Linked DNA regions of Sus scrofa: regions 1 and 2 are each linked to region 3. Evidence: chromatin contacts called from public HiChIP or PLAC-seq and promoter capture Hi-C data. All regions are on one chromosome and are shown on one strand. The core of a region is the stretch at or near the end of the contact, and the rest is flanking DNA. Distances in the headings are between cores, read along the strand shown. Region 1 holds the start of RBM34 (RNA-binding protein 34). Region 2 holds the start of TOMM20 (mitochondrial import receptor subunit TOM20 homolog). Region 3 holds the start of GGPS1 (geranylgeranyl pyrophosphate synthase).

The links. Promoter capture Hi-C pulls out the DNA fragments that hold promoters and counts their contacts. HiChIP or PLAC-seq counts read pairs in DNA pulled down with a chosen protein or histone mark.
Region 1: an H3K27ac HiChIP or PLAC-seq map of alveolar macrophages shows a contact between it and region 3. The contact joins the promoter of RBM34 here to the promoter of GGPS1 in region 3. A contact is called at or near these places in 1 of 5 promoter capture datasets (liver), 3 of 47 Hi-C or Micro-C datasets (epiblast stem cells, heart right ventricle and psoas muscle) and 1 of 2 datasets of contacts at active chromatin or transcription factors (alveolar macrophages).
Region 2: a promoter capture Hi-C map of fetal liver shows a contact between it and region 3, with 5 times the contacts expected there. The contact joins the promoter of TOMM20 here to the promoter of GGPS1 in region 3. A contact is called at or near these places in 3 of 5 promoter capture datasets (fetal liver and liver), 7 of 47 Hi-C or Micro-C datasets (adipose tissue, blood, embryonic fibroblasts and 2 more) and 2 of 2 datasets of contacts at active chromatin or transcription factors (alveolar macrophages and skeletal muscle).

The regions. Positions count from the first base shown.
Region 1 is chr14:56,085,831-56,089,725 of Sscrofa11.1, forward strand. RBM34 (RNA-binding protein 34) reads left to right here and starts at 1,855. Exons shown (of 10, transcript XM_021074093.1): 1 at 1,855-2,003; 2 at 2,114-2,288; 3 at 2,488-2,624. The coding sequence starts at 1,951.
Region 2 is chr14:56,110,454-56,114,620 of Sscrofa11.1, forward strand. TOMM20 (mitochondrial import receptor subunit TOM20 homolog) reads left to right here and starts at 2,634. Exons shown (of 5, transcript XM_001926935.6): 1 at 2,634-2,938. The coding sequence starts at 2,818.
Region 3 is chr14:55,922,466-55,926,199 of Sscrofa11.1, forward strand. GGPS1 (geranylgeranyl pyrophosphate synthase) reads right to left here and starts at 1,572. Exons shown (of 4, transcript XM_003483472.4): 1 at 1,315-1,572. It overlaps ARID4B (AT-rich interactive domain-containing protein 4B), which reads left to right and starts at 1,868. Exons shown (of 25, transcript XR_002338970.1): 1 at 1,868-2,318; 2 at 3,145-3,199.

The DNA of each region.
Region 1 (3,895 bases), core at 605-3,104, 160 kb after region 3:
AACTCCATATGCCGTAAGTGTGGCCCTAGAAAAGACAGACAAAAAAAAAGAGGGCAGTGTAGAGGGTACAAGAAACATGAATTCTGATGTGATGGTGACATAGAGGAGATGCAAACCTTAAATTAGCACTTAAGTGAGATTCATTTGGAAATGGAATGGGTAGGCTAGTTTGCCCAGAGTCTGGAGGGCCAGATTCAATGAGGTGGCAGTGGTCCAGAGAGGAAGTGATTCTTGGATTAAAGTTAGGGAGAGTCCGGAAGGAATGGGATAAGACATTCTGAAAGACTGTCTTCATTGGACAGTATAGGATACATGCAGATAGGGACTGTTGGGTTTTTCTCATGTTTGTGAGATACCACATGGTCACAGTTATAGAAATCCAAAATAAGGCACTCAAACCCAGGGCCAAGCAATTGAATAAACTGCTTCTTTTTTTTTTTTTTTTTCCTCATCACGGTGTCTGATGTGGACCCTAAAATGTCACATATATTCCCAGTGACTTCTGTTAAGCAGCTCTCCAAAAATAACAAGTCTGCTCCCAAGGATTCAAAGTCAAATCCTATCTTACCACCAAAACTACTCAATGATTTATCTAATGAAAATCTAATATTTACCTTTTTTACTTAAAAGTCAGAGTTGGGAGTATTCTTGGGCTCAGCAGGTTAAGAATCCGGCATCACTGCTATTGGCTCTGGTAGGTGCTGTGGCAAGAGTTCAATCCCTGGCACAGGAACTTCCAGGTGCCCTGGGGTGCAGCCAAAAAAGTCAATTTACCACATATTCGCTAAGTACGGTGAATAGGGATACAGAATACAGGATGAATTAGACATCCATTTACATCTAGAGAGACCATTACAGCTCTAGTGTTAAAAAGAGAAATTTTCCTGTGAGCTGGGCCTTGAAGGATGGGTACAGTTTTGCAGGTGAAAACGAGGGGTAAAGAGGAGGATGATTGTGGGGGAAAGAATAGCAAGAATAAGAAGGAATGGCAAGGTGAAGGAACAACGAGACTGTGGTAAAGGCAGGCTTTGGGGCCTTGGAGGGAGAAGAGTCTGGGAAGATAGGCTGAAAAAACAATATAGTTTTAAAAGCCATCCATCTTCTTTTCTAGGTAAAATAAGCACAGAGCAGTTAGAGCTGTGCTCTCCGAAGATTTGTTTTTAACTTTATTTGAAATAATGTCAAAATTTATTTATTCATTTATTTTGCCCCTCAGGGCCGAACCTGAGGCATACGTAAGTTCCCAGGCTAGGGGTCAACTCCGAGCTGCAGCTGCCGGCCTACTGCCATAGCAAGGCGGATCTGAACCGCATCTGCAACCTACACTACAGCTCAGAGTAATGATGGATCCTTAACTCACTGAGCAAGGCCAGGGATCAAACCTGCATCCTCATGGATACTAGTCTGATTCTTAATCTTCTGAGCCACAACCGAAACTCCAAAATCATGTCAAATTTTAGAAAGGCTGCAAGAGTAGTATGAAGGAGTCCCATGTATCTTCACGTGGATTCACCAGTTGATGGTGTGTGACATACTTCGCTGTAACCTCATTTCCTGACAAACTTCTCTCCCTCCTCTTAACTCAGATTTTTCATGTTTTCTCCCTCGGCTTGGGTTGACACCCCACTCCCAACATGAATGATTGTCATACTTCAAGCCCCAACTACTCTGGGAAGTCTTCCTAACCTCCTAAGACTAGGTCCCCCTCAATCAGCGAGGTACAAACTACCCTAACCCTAACCCTTGAGTTAGGGTTAGGCAGAAGCCACGCCCCAGTCCTCCCGCTATCTCCGCCCCCACGCATTATCTCCGCCCCCTCACCCGCTGTCTCCGCCCCAGCGCCCGCACAGAGACTCCGGGGCGGAAGGGGCGTGGCTCCGAGTGCGCAGGGGCAGGGACCCGGAAGTGCGGCCTAGCCTGTTGCAGCGGTCTGGGAGCTTTCGGGTAAGAATGGCGCCGGAAGGGAAGAACAAGCGGAAGAAAAAGCAGAGCGCGCAGGAGGGGTGAGTGGCGCGTGGCTAGTCTGCCTAGGCAGGAGCGTGCGTTCGGGAGTCGGGGCGCGAGGCAGTGGGGCGTGGCGTAGGGTCGCTGAGTCTCTGGCGTCCGTGTCTAGAGAGAACGTGGACGGCGGCAGTCGTGGGAATCTGGCCGGAGGCTATCTGATTGGACAAGTCGCCAACAGTTTATCCCAAGGCAAGAGGCCCTCCGGAGGCAGCGCCGGCCGGCTGGCTTCCCTCTTCAGCTCTTTGGAGCCTCAGCTTCAACCCCTGTACGTGCCTCTGCCTAAAGTAAGTCACTGGGTTCCACTCGGAAAGGCCATTAGAACAACTTTAAAGCAAGCAGCTACCTTACTGAGCATGCTTTCTAAAATGGGGAAGAGAGAATTAAGTAACCTTTTATTGTGGGAGAGAAAAAAAATACTGATTTAGAAAGACCACTGAATTATTAAAGGATGAGGTCTGAAACGTAACTTCAACCTTTTGAAAGGAGACCACCAAAAAAAGGAAACAGGATGAGGAGGAAGCACGTTCATCCCAAATTCAAAGACCACTTTTACAAGAACCTGCAAAAACAGTGAAAGTGAAGAAGAAACTTTCTGATGCAGACAAAAAGTTGGCAAACAGGTTGGTAAAATTCTTAGTTGATGCTAAAGAAATTAGATGGTGAAGATACTGAGATTCTTACACCTGCAATATTCATTTTTTTTGGTCACTTCATAGTTCTAATTTAAATTTTTTTCTATTATAAAAAGTCTCATACATATTTAAAAGTTGAAAAGGAGGGAGTTCCCAGGAGTTCCTGTTGTGGCGCAGTGGTTAACGAATCTAACTAGGAACTATGAGGTTGAGGGTTCAATCCCTGGCCTTGCTCAGTGAGTTAAGGATCCGGCGTTGCTGTGAGCTGTGGTGTAGGTCGCAGGCACGGCTCGGATCTGGCGTGGCTGTGGCTGTGGCGTAGGCCGGCGGCTACCGCTGGGATTAGAGCCCTAGCCTGTGAACTTCTGTATGCTGTGGGTACGGCCCTAAAAGGAAAAAAAAAAAAAAAAAAAAAAAAGTTGAAAAGGATAAACAACCTCATGTACCCAGCATCAGCAGTTAATATTTGCCCAATCTTGTTTTTTCTTTACCCTTTTTATATCCCCTTCATTATTTGGAAGCAAACCTAAGACTTATGTTTCATCTGTGAACATTTCAGCATGTATATAAAAAATGAGTTTGATTTTCTTAAACTTAATCAAAGATTAAATTTCCCCTTTTAGCTTAACTTTTTTTTTTTTTTAACAGTTTATTTAAATTGAGATCCAAATAGCAGTACCATTACAGGTTCCTAGTTAACTTTCTTCAGTCTATCTGGCCACTGCTCTTCAAGCCCCTTATATTTCTGCTCTCTCTTGGCAGGTGATCTTGTTTCCTATTAACCCCTAATAGTTGCGAACTACTATTTTTGATCCTCTTAGTTAATGCAGCTGTGCACATCCTCAATTTCCTTTCAGAAAAGGATGTCTTCCTCCTCATCCAAGATTAGTCTCCTGTGCTGTTTGTATATACCACATACCTCTTCTGACTCTAGGGATTATGCCCTCAGATATAGATATATATATATATATGTATATCCATATCCATGGATATATATTTGTTTCTTTTGTATATTTGATCTGTCTGCCCAGGATTTTCATCTTTAATTAATTAATTAATTTATTTATTTAGGCTACACCTGTAGCATGGCATGTGGAAGTTCCCGGGCCAGGAATCGAGCCCTCGGCGCTACAGCAGTGACCCAAGCCACAACATGGAATCCTTGACCCACTTAAACCACCAAGGAACTCCTCAAGATTCTCACCTTTAAAAAAGAAATTCGGAGTTCCCGTCGTGGCTCAGCATTAATGAACTGGACT
Region 2 (4,167 bases), core at 1,384-3,883, 190 kb after region 3:
TTTTGGGCATAGCACAAGGAAAACCTAATGGGTTTTTTAAATGTTGCTCTGCAGAAAGTACTGCATTGTCCTTTATCCAAGGACTGGATATTTTATGCTTAGTATCCTCTAAGGTGCTTAGAACCTTGTTTTTCATTATAGGATTCAGTAAATATTTAACACTTGATAGTTCTTGAATATTTTTGCATGTATTTCCAGTTAAATTTACATAAGGATGCCTTACTATAGATTACCTCTATAAACATGGACTATAATTTTACCGTATATTTATAGTGCATATTATATTTTATTGTGTATGCTTTATAACACATAAAATTTATGTAATTTTAAAGTCCTTAACATAGGGTTTTGGTGTTTAGGTTTTCACGTAAAGAGCCCTGGACTGGGGTGTTAGGATATCTGATTGTTGACCCAGCTGTGTGGCTGTGCATGCATGATTTTGGACAAGACTCTCTGTCTCTTTATCTAAATATCTTGCTTGGTTAAATAAGGGCCTTGGACTAGATAAGTAGTTTCACACTTTTTTGATGATAATCTGCAACAGTTTTAATTTTACACTGGGACCAGTGCAGACATGGGTGTATTTAACTGACACACAAGTTTCCCACGTCAGTACTGGTCCTTACTACACGTGTTGCTGGCTGATACTTTTTATTCTATTTTAAAACTCTGGTGATGAACCACTAATTTCATTCCTCAGCCCACAAATTCCACTCACAAACAACATGCCTCAGGGATTTCCGAGCTGTTTTTCTTTCAGGAATCTATAGGTATTTCACAAGTGTAAAAAAAAATTATTAAAAAATGCAGAATGGCTGAGATTCAAAGGTACAGGTGTTGCTCTAACTGTGCCTTGTAGAAACATGTTTTCTGGTCTGTTGTGTCTCATCACAGTGACCTCAGCATTTACGTGGCATTTCTTCTGCACAACACAGGAATAGAGATAAGTAGCATGTTGTTTATTCAGACAAATAATCTAATAGCTTCATGGTCTACTCAAATTTCTAGGAGTTGAGTTCTAAGCCTCATGGCATCTGTGTGACCTTGCAGGTCTTCTGTTCCAACACAGCAGAGGCTCAGGACATACCTTCCTGAGCTTCACTTTTTAGGGTAGGAAGAATCAACATGTGTGTGCAGGACATAAGGAAAAGCTTTTTGTGCTGTTGTTTGAAACCTTCTCAATCATTTTCTCACGACGCATATGCACCTTCACATCTCATCCCAGTCCAAGCAATGCTCATGAATCTTTGATCTAATTTTCTGTTTCCATGGGATCTCAGGTTCCATACCACTCAGGCAGAAGGGCTTTCCCAGGCTCTTGGACTAGGTTAGGACCTGAAGCTAAATGTTTCCATAAGTACCCTTGCAATAACTTCTGATACCAGCCACCTGAGTCGAGCCAAACTTATTAGGTTAAGGGGACAGTCCCCTACAAGACTATGCTCATACGCCAACACTAACTTGGGGAGGGAGGAGGGTGTTGTCTTCAGGTCACTCTTCTGACCAGTTGCTACTAATTTGGAGGTTTCTACCAGCCCCTCAGTTTCAATAATTCACTGTAAGGAGTCACAGAACTCAAGAACATACTATTCTTGGAGCTTCCAATGTGGCTCAACAGGATCAGTGGCATCTTGGGAGTACTGAGACACAGGTTGGAGCCACCGCCTGGCACAGTGGGTTAAGGGTCCCATATTGCTGCAGCTACAGCTACAACTACAACTACAGCTGGGATCTGATTCCTGGACTGGGAACAGTATATGCCGCGGAGCGGCCAAAAAAACAACAAAAACATTCTATTCTTATCATTACACTTTAATGACAGCAAAAGTATACGAATCAAACCGGACAAATGGGAAGATGAGACATGGGAAAAGGTCTGGGAGGATCCCACGTGCAAAGCTTCTATTCCCTCCCCATCGAGACAGAACACCTCACCTCCTGGCATATGGCACACTGATGCGTAACTTGCACAGAGCATTGCCAAACTGGGAAGCTCACGTGCATGAAGTTGAACCCAATCTCCAGCTTCCTTCCCCTCTTCTCCCCTTAGGTAGGGCTGATATCACTTGGATCAAAGTCCTCTAGCCAAATAGTTGATCTGTCTGATCTGGCCAGCTCCCATTACGAACCATCTCCTCAGCATAAATGGTCAGGACCCACTATGAGTAACAAACATTCCTACCACTCCAAGGGTGTCTTTTGAAACTTAAAACACAGATACACAGTGTTTTCAGTGGCTATGACAACTATACGTTTTCTTTTTCCTTCAAACTCTTTTTCCCCGTAACATTTTTTCCAGGAATTGCTCCGTTTAGTTTTCTTTCACTCTTGAGACTGTAACATTCTTGTTAAATCGAATCACTTACGGTGCTTGGCGCACAACGGATTGTGACTGAACTTGAAAAGCAAATTCAGTTAAATTCAAGAAAGAATGTGATAGCCTATAAAAAGTCTCTGTAGTGTGCGCACGACGGCCACGTGCCAACACCCTTACATCATGCTCAGGCGGCTGTTAAGGAAAAGCATGGTCTCCAGCAAAATCCCAACACCTACGCGAACAGCGGTGGTAGCTGTTTCGGCCATTGTGCTCAAACCTCTGCGCAAGCGCAGAGGCGGCGCGGGCGCCTCGGCTCAGGCACTGCCTTGGACAGACCCGAGGGTCTCGGCGACAGGGGCCGGAAGTGACATAAGCCCCGCCTTTCCGCGTCCCTTGCGGCGGGCGTCAGGCCCGGTCAGCGGAGTCTGCTCTAAGGTTTTGCGGCCAACGGGTACTTCGCAGTTCTCCCGCCGCAGCCGCCGCTGCTCCGTGGGGAGAAGATGGTGGGCCGGAACAGCGCCATTGCCGCCGGCGTGTGCGGGGCCCTTTTCATCGGGTACTGCATTTACTTCGACCGCAAGAGACGAAGTGACCCCAACTTCAAGAACAGGCTGCGAGAACGTGAGTGGCTGCCCTGTCCCCGGGGCCTGCGGCCTCCCTCCGCCTCCCTTGGACCCTGGCGTGGCCCAACCCTCCTGCACCCTCGCCGGGCCGCCTGGGCGCGTCGGGTCGCCGCGTGCTGGGCAGCCGCGTGGTGCGGCCCGGCCTAGGACCGCGGGCAAACGAGCCAGAAGGTGATGGCGCTGTCTGCGTCCTCCCAGGGCTGCCCCCGGCTCCTCGCTGTACGATTCCCTCCATTTTGGAGGGACGATTTTTCCCATTTCGTTTTCCCCACTTTCTCTGTGTAAGTGCAAACGCGATTGTATAATATAGCGTGGAGGTTGGGGCTCGTTTTGCCATTTATTTTTATAAACCTTTATTTCTCCCTCGAAAGTATTTTTTTGCATTTTGCGAATTCGTGGCTTGAGACGAAATCCGCATAGCCAGAACAGTATTGTTCTCAACGATAAGATTGCATTCTTAAACCCTCTTGGTAGCTTCGCTCTAAAGGCTTCCAAGATATGAGTGAATGCTACAGAAATTGCAGGGGAGTCCAAAGGCCTGCGCTTCTCACGTGGCTCAGTCCTATTTCATACCTGCGACATGTTTTAAGAGGTTTGCTGGATGGAAACCTTGTCACCAAAACCTTTATGGTCTTTAACTTCTGGGGTATACTCGTTTGCAACAATAGAAGAGCACATTTGTTGCAATAAGAAATACTTTGTTCGTTTTTGTTGTTGCCTTTTAGCGCCGTACTGGTAGCATATGGAAGCTCCCAGGCTAAGCGTTGAATTGGAGCTACGGCTGCCATCCTACGCCTCGGCAACGTGGGATCCGAGCCGCGTCTGCGACCTACACCGCAGCTAAGGGCAACTCCGGGTCCTTAACCCACTGAGCGAGGCCAGGAATCGAACCCCATCCTCATGAATATTAGTCGGATTCGTTTCTGCTGCGCCACAATGGCAACTCCCAAGAAATACATTTTTAACTAGGTTGCTCATTCAAAATATTTTCTGAAATTATGATTAAGTTATTGAAGCCCAGAAAGTGTAAAGATGTGATTATCCTATTTAAGTGATAGCAATTAAGCTATAGTAAGTCATTTCACGAATTATAGAGTGTCACGTGGCTAGTGACTACCGTACTGGAAAGTACTGATCTTACACCATTTACAATGTATCTGATTTTAGCTCCCTTTGTGTCTCAGGAAGAAAGCGGCATAGAGGTATGGCTAGGTAGACTAATGGAAA
Region 3 (3,734 bases), core at 322-2,821:
TGACGGGAACTCCTTCTTTCTTCCTTTGTAACCCCAAAGGCTCCAATTTATCGCACCTAGAAATTTCAGCCATCACACACTAGACCTGAATGGAAAGAGGCATTAGGGTGCTACTAATTTGCTTGTGGAGTGAAAAGCAACCCACAGAATGCCTCGGTGAGAGTCTGAACCTACTCATTTTCAAAAGTGGGAAACTGCCCTAAATTTGTTCAAACAATGGTTGTTGAATATTAATACAAGCCACAGTCTCTCCTCCCTTTGGACTACTAGAGCAGTAACTTAGTGTTTGGGCTTCCTGTACTCGCTCCTACTCTTCAGCCAGAGATCTTTTCAAAATTCAAATGCGGTCCTATCTCCCTTCTGATTGAGAACTCTTCCAGTTAGCAGACTGCTCAATAAAGTCTCCATGAAAGCTTATCAAGTTCGGAGAGTCAATCCCCTGCCCACACCCCAGCCTCAGTTTCTCATACTTTAAAAAGCTCCCTTGTGGCACAAGCCTTTCCAACACGATATTCTTTCGATCTGGAATGTTCCTTAATTAACTCTTACTAACCCTTCCGCTCTCGGCTGGATCCTCACATGCTCGGGAATGCTTTCAACTCCCTAAGGCAATTTCCCAATTTCCAATTCTCCTATCACCATGAAACTCTTCTATGCACCACTTACAGCACCTGACGCAATTTTACACTCGTGTGTGTTCAATTTAATATCTGCCTGTCTCACTGGGCTCTGGTTTACGAAGCAGGGGCCGTACAAGTTTCTTCCACACGGTAGGCGCTCAAATATGTGAAGGACAACGGAAAGTGCCTTCTAACGCGTTAGAGGATGAAGTCAGGGCACACATTTGCATGCACAAGTGGAAATATCATGCAATTTTTTAAAAGGGAAGAGTCTGGTTTCTAAAGAGCTAAAGGAACACGCAAATACAAACGTAGCTGTGAAGCGCAGAGTGAGCCCTTCCACTCAAACTCCGGGAGATGTGGGTGGGTCTGAAAAAAACTACCGGAGAGATACAGGGAGGGAATTTAATTAACTCCGGGGCAGATTTTCAACAGAGACTTGGAAGAAGGGCTTCAAATGTCGGCTCTGCTTTCTCTCGGCTCTGAGGCCCCCTTCCGCCCCGCTCGGTCCGCTACCGCTCCTCCCCTCCTCCAGCGAGAGGATGGAAAATTCATACACAAGCCGGTTCAGCATCCGGGTCCTCACCCTCTTTTCTTTCTTTCCTCTCGGCTCCGCCTCCCAGACTCCCCAACCCTCCTCCCCAACCCTCCTCCCCATCCGGGTTCCCCCCCAGCCGCCGGCACAGCCACTCACGGTTCGAGGATGATATCACAACTTTCACGCCGCGGGCCCAGGAGTAGCAGTATCCTGTATCAACTTCCCACCTTATAGTTCAGGACAAGGCTCCTCCTGAGGCTTCCATGAATCCCTCCCTCTATTTCACCAAAGAACTCTCCGCCCTCCTCAGCCACCAGCGACGCCGCATTACTCGGTGCAAGAAAATGCGCCATCCCGGTCACACTGCGCAGGCGTCGTTGCCACCTCCCCTTTGCTTTGTCGCTCCGCCCCCTTTCCCTCCCCCCTCCCGTCTCACGTAGCCGCGGGGCTTTGCGGATCTTGCAGTTCTCACCGGCAAGGCCTAGCGCGTTGGCCCAGAGGCTGAACTACATTTCCCGGGGAGCTTTGAGGCGTAACTTTCTGTTTCCATAGAACTGGTGGGAAAATGGCGTCGTTGTTTGTATCCCAGGGACCAATAGGAACAGGGCATAGGGGGGTTCTAAAGAAGTCTAACCAATCCGAGGTCGTCTAAGAGGCCATCCGGGAAAGAGGTAGGGGAGGGGAAAGAAAGTCTAGGGGAGGGGAGAAAGGAGGGAAGGGGGGGACTTGGGGTGGGGGGGGGAAGCGATGTTTGCCCGTCAGTCGAGTCCGGAGTGAGGAGCTCGGGCGCCGGAGCGGAGGGAGACTCTTGAGCTTAAGCTTGCCGCCGCCACGGCCACCGCCTGGACCTTTGCCCGGAGGGAGCCGCAGAGGGTCTGTCGCCGCCGTCCTCTGGAGGGCAGCGCAACTGGGGGCCCGGACCTCCAGTCCGGGAGGGATTTTTCGTCGTCCCCCCTCCCCCCAGCGAGGGAGCCCGAGCGGCCGCCAAACAAAGGTACCAGTCGCCGCCGCGGGAGGAGGAGGAGCCGGAGCTTCAGCCTCAGCAACCGCTGGACCCGCCGCCCTTCTTCCCCCATCTCTCCCCCGGGCCTGCTGGTTTTGGGGGGGAGCAGGGAAGGGGACTCTGGACGTGCCAGGGTCAGAGCTCGCCTCCGAGGAAGGTAGGGACGTTTTCTGAGGCTTTGGCGGTCCTATTAAGGGGGTCTTTTGGGGAGTCACTGGGCCCAATCGAGGAGAAGACAAGATCGCTGTGGTGGGCTCCCCAGGCGCCCGAATTCGGGGCCTCGGCCTCCTGAGAGCTCCCACCCGTCCCTGCAGTTGCCGAGTCGAGTCGCTCCCCAGCCTGGCGGCCGCACACTCAGCGCTTTCACGTCTCCCAGCCGCGGTGGGGGGCCCGGGCCGGGTGGGGGGGGGGGCTGCCGCCTCTTGGTCCCTCGGCGCTCTCGCCGTGCCCGCGGCAGGCGGACGTGGATCCCGCTCCCACTTGTCGGGGTGTCCGCCTCGGAGCGGGACGGGGGCTGAGGCTGTACAGGATCGGTCCCGCCCGCGGCCCGCCGGGCCCTCCGCGGCCCCCGCCGAGCCCCTTGAGGCTCGGCTGGCTCCGGCTCGGACGAGGGGTGTGCGGCCCTTCGGAGGGGGGCCGGCCGGGCCCGGCGCGGAGGCCGGAGGGGAGGAGGACGGCCGGCCCCGCGCCGGACCCCGGGCTTGTTGTGAGTTTCTTCTCTGACAGAAATGGCGTCATTGTCGGAGACGGGAAACTCCGTCGGGTCCCGACAATGGGGACGGGAAGCTGTCGAACTGTAAAGGTGGCCGGGTTTGCCGGGATGGCAAAGCCAGCGGGAACCCCGGTTCGGCTATTCGCGGTTCGGGGACTGACGCCTCTTTCGGCTCTTTTTCGGGGTGCGGGCTTCGCTCGGTTCCCTCCGCCTCCGCCAGTGCAGGGGGGTGCCCATGGTGCTGACTGGGTGTCTTTTGTTTCTTCTCCAGGTGTAGGTGAATCTGGTGTTTTCGAGGGGATCGCGGCCCCAGAGTCATCATGAAGGTAAGGTTGCCTCCGGAAAACGAACCTCAGGGGTTAGAGAATTCAGGAAGTGGGGGGCTTGGTCGAGGTCGTATGTGGGGCCTCAGAGTCCTGCCGAGGAAGGTGTGTGTGTGTGGCGGCTGGGGGCCCCAAGCTGTCCCCGGAGACGGTGGGAGTCAGCTGGTGGGGATATCTGTGGGCTTTGCTGTGGAGTTGGAGCTAGTTATATAGGCTGTCTCACCGAGGATGATTTTTCGCATATAGAACGTCTCTTTGGCAGGGAATCGTAGGAATAACTGCATGCATTTAAGTGTTTTTTAAAAGCAGGTCAAGTAATCTGACTCTAGAAACTGAACTGTTCTATCGGTTACACTGATGAAAGAACGTCTAATTTATTGTGTGAACAGTACCATGAATTTTTAGGAGACGTTTTTGATTGGGGAAATCAAATATAATCTTAATCGAAAGGTTTTTAATGAGAATTTTGGTGACCTTTACACAACTCGGAGAGAGCTTTTGTTTCTTCTGTTTCCAGAGATTTAGGATTATCTGGTTT